2 separate regions of the Oryctolagus cuniculus genome follow, and region 2 is linked to region 1. The links are chromatin contacts, called in public Hi-C maps. All regions are on one chromosome and are shown on one strand. The core of a region is the stretch at or near the end of the contact, and the rest is flanking DNA. Distances in the headings are between cores, read along the strand shown.

Region 1 (3,724 bases), core at 958-3,457:
CACCCCGGTGGGCCCCTCACCACCTCAAGGACCTCCTAAAGGCACCCCAGGTACTGCTTTGGGATGAGCTGCGGGCATCCCTAGGAGCAAGCCTAGAAGCTTGGTGGTTTGTTCCACAAGTGTGTGACCTGGGGTGCCTCTGAGAAGCACATTCTACTCCCACCACAGGCGAGCCCCTGTCCACGGGCGAGCCCTGCTCCCCCAGGCGGCAGGCTGCAAACTGGGCTCGGGCGCCAGCGGTCAATGTCTCAGTGCCGACAGCGGCTGCACTTCGTCTCGGTCCTGCAACTCAGCGAGCCCTACGTGGCAGCCTCACCTGACAGCTCCCGACAGAAGCTGGTGCAGGCGTGAGAGGAGATGACACCACCTAATTTGTTCTGAGCTCCCTGAGAGCTGCAGGGAGGACTCGCATTGTACCTGCTTCTGAAATGCAAACATAAAATAAAATAATAAAAGGTGCTGACAGAGATTTAAATGAGAATAAAATGCCAATTAACTCAGAGGTATTGAAGTTGCTTGTGCTTCTCCAAGCAGCCCAGGTCACACTTGGAAGATCAGTTTCAATTTCCCCCAAAGCACTGAATGGCCACGGCGGGGAAACGGATCTCAGAACAATCCAGAACTCGGTGCCAGGCCCACTACTTATCACTTTAATTGACACTCACTCCACGCGATGCTCATGCAGTCACCGAATGGGCTCCATTTAATTTGAAATGGGGAGTTTTTTCTTTCCCCTCTTGAAATATTTAACGCAACAGGCTTTAACGAAGAAGCTGCAGTCCCGGCATTCCACCATTCTTCCATTCTGCTTTTAAAAACTACAAAAGAACCTCTCCAACCGTGACTCGTTGTGAACACACTTGACTTTCACCAACTCCGTAATTACAAAACCTATTGATCTATGGCTGTTTTTTTGGTAGGTGATAGGATAGATGGCTAATTAAAAAAAGAAAGGAAGCCACATCTTGGCTCCCTCCACTTGTGTCCTCAGCAGGGACTTTTGGGGAAGCCATCCTTGGTGGCAAGGTGATGACAACACGACTTTTCTGGGGAGCCTACGTGTCTGCTCCCAGCCCACCCTGCACCCGTCTTCCTGTGCTAACCAGGGGTGAGCAAGAGAGGCGGGCGGCCTCCTTGCCCCAGGCGATCCGGATTCTGGGTGATGGCAGGGAGGCAGGTGGACTCCCCCCTCCCCCCTGGTGTGTATTAGCGCCCACACAGGTGGGGCAGGAGCAGCGTTCACCCCGAGGTGTTACATACTGATACAGTGACAGGCAATTATCTTTGGAGACAGTGTTAAGACAATCAGTAATTGGAAGAGCAAGCGAGAGAGGGGTACCCCCCCCCCCCCGCCCAGGCAGAATGGTATTTCTTAAAACAACAACAACAAACCTCCCCTATCTCTGAGGCTGGTGATTCAGCTTCAACGGGTCATTTGGTCTCTGCCACTTCTCCCCCTCCGGAACTGCTTCATTCTGCAGAAGTGTTAGCTTCCAGGGCGTCTGAGGCCAGCACTTTCCAAAAATGGTGCTAGCGAAAGGGAAAAGTCGGTGCCTTCGCAAGCAGTCTCACACGGCCTGCTTTTGCGACGGCATGAGCTGGCAGAGGGCCGTGGTTTCAAACGGAGGCTGACACACGGAGGCTGGAAGGGCACATTGCCCCCGGAGCTGACTGATTCCGTGGGAACAGGGAAACTTCCACACCCCGCCCTCCCGCCCCCACCCCCTGCAGGGGCCATGAAGGCATCGCTGCATCCTTTTACGGACCAGCATTGGAAGGGCGGGATTTTCTCCTGCTGGTTTGACCATGGTGACATACGTTCCCTACCTTCTGCGTCAGCTACGTGTGTCGGCAATCGCACGTTGGACTGAGCAGGAGGAGAGCAGACGGGGAAGACAAGGCTGCCGGAAGTCTTGTCCACGTCAGCAAAGACTTGAACGTATTATGGAAAACTTCTCATCTGCAAGAGGTGGAAGCCAATCGGATTTCACTTAGAAGGAGAAGGGGAGCTTCATTTGAGGACACCAGGATGTGTGACAGGATCCTGACCCCAGGAAGGAGTGGGAAGGAGAAGCCACGGGGTCCCCCTCCCCCCTCCCAATAAGGGCTTCCTGTCCTTCCGGTGCTCACACTGGCCCTGCTTCTCTCGTCTACACAGCAGAAACCCGTGGGCTGCAGATTTGAGTGCACAAACAGCATCTGATTCATGCTGACTCGCAGTGAAATCCCCAAATCCCAGACGGAGGGCTTGGGTCGGTCTGGCTTAACCCAGGTGCCACGCCTTGCCAAGCAACCCCCATTACCAAAAAACCCGTGACAAAAGCCGGAGGGCCTGGTGACTCATGGGTCCGATTACACGGCACCTCCTAGTGTGCTGCAGGGCAGTGCCTGGAATGATCATTTCTCCTGTAATAGAAGCAGAATGAGACAGAAGCTGTTGCTCCCGCTAGAAGGTAAATCACTTTGAACAAAATGGTTGTGCAGGGGCTGGGGTTTCAGTATGAGTGGTGCAACCAGCCAAAAAGAGTCGAGGTACAAAGGGAATAGCATTCTTCAAAAGATGTCTTTTATTTATTTGAATGGCAGAGTTACAGAGAGAGGAGGAGAGACAGAGAGAGAGGGAGAGAGAGAGAGAGAATCTTCCATTCGCTGGTTCACTCCTCAAATGGCTACAATGGCTGGAATAGGGCCAGCCAGGAGCCAGGAGCTTCCTCCCGGTCTCTCATGTGGGTGCAGGGGCCCAAGGACTTGGGCCATCTTCCACTGCTTTCCCAGGCCATAGCAGAGAGCTGGATCAGAAGTGGAGCAGCTGGGATTCGAACAGGCGCCCATATGGGATGCCGGCACTGCAGATGGCAGCTTTCCCTGCTACACAACAACGCCAACCCCAATAAATAAATCTTAAAAAAATAAATAAATAAAAGGGAGCACCTCATGGCCCAGTGTACCCAGAACGTCCCCTCAGGAGCCAGGGCAGGCATGACTGTGTGCAGAGGATAGTCCCAAAGCAGGGTCTCCTCCACCTGCCTCCTTCCCTCCGCTAATCCCTCCGTGTGTTGGCTGCATGCACTCCTACGGAGAGTTCTGTTTCTCCCTGCAGCCTAGGAGGATGACTGCTGGCAGCTCCAACCTCCCTACAGACCAGTAGCAGACCCAGCAGGCTAGTCTTTGCAAGGCTCTGATTGGTCTAGGTTGGGTCACGTGTACCAATCGCTGCCATCAGGGCTAGCCTGGGTGCACGTCCATCACCATGGAGTAGAAGAGTTCCAGGCACTGCATCATAGCCCCTTCTCGCAGTGTATGAGAGGCACACACAAAGGATATCCAACGGGACTCCCCTTGTGTGTTGATAGACGCTGAAGCGGTGTGCGTGAGAGCAGGGGGTGGCTTTGATGCCCAGATGCTGGGAGGCTACAGATGCAGCTGGTGATGCTTCTGTTCTTGGCGGGCTCCCAGCATCCTGTGGGGGTTGTCAGAGCTCAGAAGTGTGCAGCACTAAGGCACGGGTGCTCTGAAAACAGACCTAGAGGGAGGGAGGACTAATGGCGCCTTTCGAGTCTCTTTCCGCTGCTCTCTCCTGAGAAGAATCTCACCCTTTGTCACAGGAAGTGGTTTTTACTGCAATGGTGAAACAGAAAAGAGGAACTGAGAGTGGGAATGTTTCAATGGGGACAACACTTTGCTTATTTTTTTCTCAACTTTTTAAAAGGTTTACTTATTTTTT
Region 2 (3,699 bases), core at 217-2,716, 190 kb before region 1:
CTCGGCCGGCCTAATGGGATTACAGGGGCGAACCGTTGCCGCGGCTGCGGCATAAACCGATCCGGTCCTCCCAGCCACAGGTTTGGAGCTCCGCGCCGCTCGCTAGTCTTTTATCCTTTTGTTGTTATTCCCGTCATCCGTCCTAACCCCCACCCGCCAAATAATTATTTGCTAGTAGATCGTGGGAAAAAAAGAGAGGCGGGGGCGGGGAGGAACTCCAGCAGCCCGGGACTATAATATATATCTATTTATTATATGTCTTTCGGTTAATTCCTGATCTGAGGAGCGCTGGTTTTCACTCCCATGCGAAAGTCACCAGCGGGTAGGGCCTGATTGCTACTTTTCATGCATAGTTTTAGACACAAGAGGGCATTGTGACGTCGCGCCCGGCGGCGGCCAGTCGCGGGCCGAGTTCCGCGGCCCCACGTGGGGACGGCTCGCGCCCATTGGCTGCGGCCGGGCGAAGCTGCCACATTATTTTGTTACTTTTCAGTCCCTATTTGGAACTGCTCTCGCGGCAGTTCAGACCTCGTGCTCGTCCCCCTCGCCTGTCTGTGTGTGGTATCCGCAGGTCCCGGGCACTTTTTTTGGGGGTGTGTGTTTGTGTGTGTGTGTGTGTGTGCGCGCGCGCGCGCGCGCTGTGGGTGGGGGGGAGGTGTGTGTTTTGGGGGTTTGTCGGGGCGCGGAGAGCCGGGCCGAGGGGAAGGGAGGAAGCCGCAGAGCTGCCCGGCCTCCGGCTGCGTCTCCCCTCCAGCGCTCTCCTGCCGGCGCGCTCCGAGGCGGCCGCGGCGGTGGCGCCGAGCGCTCCTCGTGGGGAACGCGGCGCTCCAGCCGGGAGCGGCGAGGACCCGTTCACGGAGAAGCTTCCGGTGCCCGCTGGAGTTAGGATGCCAGGGAGGTTGATTTGCACCTACTGAGCCCGGAGTTCCTCCCCGGCCCTGGGAAGGGCTTGCGGCGGCGGCGGCGGCGGCGGCGGTAGCAGACGGAACAGCAGGCTCTCCTCTCCGAGGGGGGGCGTCGAAGCGCCCGCGGCGGGCTCCAGCCCTCACTCTCCGGCGCTCCTGCGGCCCCGAGCTTCCAGCTCGGCGCCTGTCTTCTCTTCTCGCCGCGAGCCGCGGGCCCAGCTGCTCTGGGGGTCGGACTCGCGCGCCCCGGATGCTTGGGGCAGCCCCGGCGCGACGCGCTGCTGAGTGATCCGGAGGGGCCCCCGGCCTCGGGACCCCGCGCCGGACTCGCCGGGGAGCCGACGATGTCCGCGCAGCCCCCGGCCCTGACGCGCTCGACGCAGCCCCGGGAAGGCGGCCGGCCGAAGCCCGCCGAGCCCTAGGCGCACAAAGCTCGCGCCCGCCGCCCGGCCTCCGACGACTTTGCCGCCCGCTCCGCGGCTCTTTGTCTCCGCTCGAGGCGGGCGCCCGACTCTGGGATTTCGCTGCGAGAGCGAGCTGGGGGGGCCGGGGGCGAGCTCTCGGTTTCCCGGCCGCCCCCCGCTCGGGCTCGGCTCCCCCCTCTCCCGCACCTCCCCGGCCCGGGCTCTCGGCGCTTCCAAGCTCTCGGAATCACGACCCCTCCCTGCCATGTATCCGCAAGGGAGACATCCGGTGAGTAATTGCAACTCGGTTTATTTAAGCATCTATCATGGCAGGGTAAACGAGGCAGTTTATCCGGCACCTCCATTTTGCTTGTTGCTACCTTTATGGGGTGTGTGTGTCTGTGCGTGTGTGTGTGTGTCTGTGCAGTGTGAGTGCGCGCGCGCGCGCTCACACAAAGGGGCTGGGGACCGAGAGACTCGGCGGACCTGCGAGGTCAGTCCCGAGCCGGGGCCGGAGGGGAAGCCGTTCTCGTGACCCCCCCGCCCCCTTTCTTAAGTCTCCAACTCGCCCCGCGTTCTCCCTGCCCCCGCCTCTCTGTTTGCGGGTGGAAACCTCGCGACTGAGCCGGAGGACCCGGGGCGCCCCCTCCCCCCGCGCCGTCGGGGAGCCGAGGAACTTGCGGGGAAGGCTGTGGGCTGTGAGGGCGGCCTCTCTGGTGGGGCAGCCGGCGGGGAGGGGCCGAGGACGCGGCGGAGGCCCCGAGCCCCGGCTGACGCCCGCGCCCCTCCCCTGTCTCGTCCTCGCGGGCTGCAGGCTCCCCATCAACCCGGGCAGCCCGGATTTAAATTCACGGTGGCTGAGTCTTGTGACAGGATCAAAGACGAATTCCAGTTCCTGCAAGCTCAGTATCACAGGTAAGGCCGGGGGAGGGGGGTGGGCAAGCGCCCCGGGGCCGGCAGGGAGGGGGCATCCCCGTCGCTGCGACGGAGGGGGCTCCCGACCCCGGGCGGCGGGGCCACTGGGGCCTCCGCCTTTTGTTTCCCCTTTCCGAGCGCGCCGCCTTAACCCTGTGCTGCCCGCGGCCGAAGGTCGGGGTCCTTCCCCCTGCGGTCGCGGTGAGCGGGCTCGCTCTTCCGTGGGAAGTTTCCAGTTGCCTTGCTCCCCCATGCCCACGGCGTGGACCCCAGCCCCTGTGCGCCCCGACGCTGCGGGATAGTGGGGTGCCCCCCCCCGGGGAGGGTTGGTGTCCAGGAAATGGGAAAGTGGCTCTCGGAGGCCCTGGGGTTGCGGCCTCGGAGGCGGCCGTGCGGGCGCCAGGCCTGAGCTGGCTCCTCTGCCCTCGCAGCCTCAAAGTGGAGTACGACAAGCTGGCGAACGAGAAGACCGAGATGCAGCGCCATTATGTGATGGTGAGAGGCGGCCCGGGAAGGCGGCGACCCCGCCGGCGGCGCGGGGACCGGGGCTCACTCCCCACCGCGGCCGCGGCGGCTCTTCAGGGAAGGGGGGCTGGGCGGGAATGCCCTGCGCCCCTCACTGGCTTCCCCTGGCATCGGCCACTTGGGAGGGGGTGGGTGAGCCCAGGGGCGGAGGGAGAAACCCGAATTGCAGGCCCGGAGAGCCCTGCTCCCTTTGTACGCCTTTGCTGGGTGCTTTTAAGATTCCCTAGGGCTGCTTGCCCTGGGAGAGCCGGTAGGATGGTGTTGGATCAGCCCAGGAAGACAGGACTCATAGCATAGGATAAAAATCTCTCAAGGCCTCCTGGGAGCGCTTGGAAACTTTGTGCTTTGCAACCCTGGAATGTAGCCAGAGGAGCCCAGCAGCCCTCCTGGCCCAGGGTGTGTGGGCCTTTGCAAGCCCCACTGTGGGCCAGGGTTCCTCACCTGAAAAGTCACGGGACCTTGGGCAGCAGGTAGCCTGGCTCCCTGTACCCAGGGCTTGCACCTGCAGCTTTAAGTCATTGTGGGAGAGCCCAGGAGACACATCAGCCAGGCTCCCAGCACTGCTTCTCACCTAAGAGGCCTTGGGCGCAGTGCTAAGTTATTCTCAGAGAGAGTGTGCACCTGACTCCCTGTTGGGCCCCTACCTTGTACAAACAGGATATGTGGCCCCTGCAGTGCTGGGGGCAGGGGAGCGGCTCTTAGCACCCTGCCCTTGGGGGCTTAATTTAAAGCCCCTTACCATTCGCATCAGAAGAGGCCAGAAAGAACTCCTTTTGAAAAAAGGAGCAGAATTCTGGGTTGTCTGTTAATGGTGCTTCTTTCTATTTTTAGTACTATGAGATGTCCTATGGCTTGAACATCGAAATGCACAAGCAGGTAAGTGCTTTTCTCTTTAAAAGCTGTAGTTTTAAATTCAGTGTAGGGGCTTCGTAAAGGGTCCTCTCCTGGAT

The links. Hi-C and Micro-C count contacts between places; a contact is called where the count stands out from the background.
Region 2: a Hi-C map of an unstated tissue shows a contact between it and region 1, with 2.1 times the contacts expected there. The contact joins the promoter of TLE3 here to the enhancer-like site in region 1. A contact is called at or near these places in 2 of 6 Hi-C or Micro-C datasets (skin fibroblasts and an unstated tissue).

Annotation. Positions count from the first base shown.
Region 1 is chr12:92,445,029-92,448,752 of mOryCun1.1, reverse strand. No RefSeq gene overlaps it. Among named protein-coding and RNA genes, the nearest start is that of TLE3, 190 kb to the left of the region's middle. Within about 2 kb of position 2,207, at least 1 of the 8 cell types and tissues checked has an H3K27ac peak or open chromatin away from gene starts, as enhancers often do.
Region 2 is chr12:92,634,475-92,638,173 of mOryCun1.1, reverse strand. TLE3 (TLE family member 3, transcriptional corepressor) reads left to right here and starts at 1,466. Exons shown (of 20, transcript XM_008249826.4): 1 at 1,466-1,598; 2 at 2,124-2,224; 3 at 2,656-2,719; 4 at 3,581-3,625. The coding sequence starts at 1,575.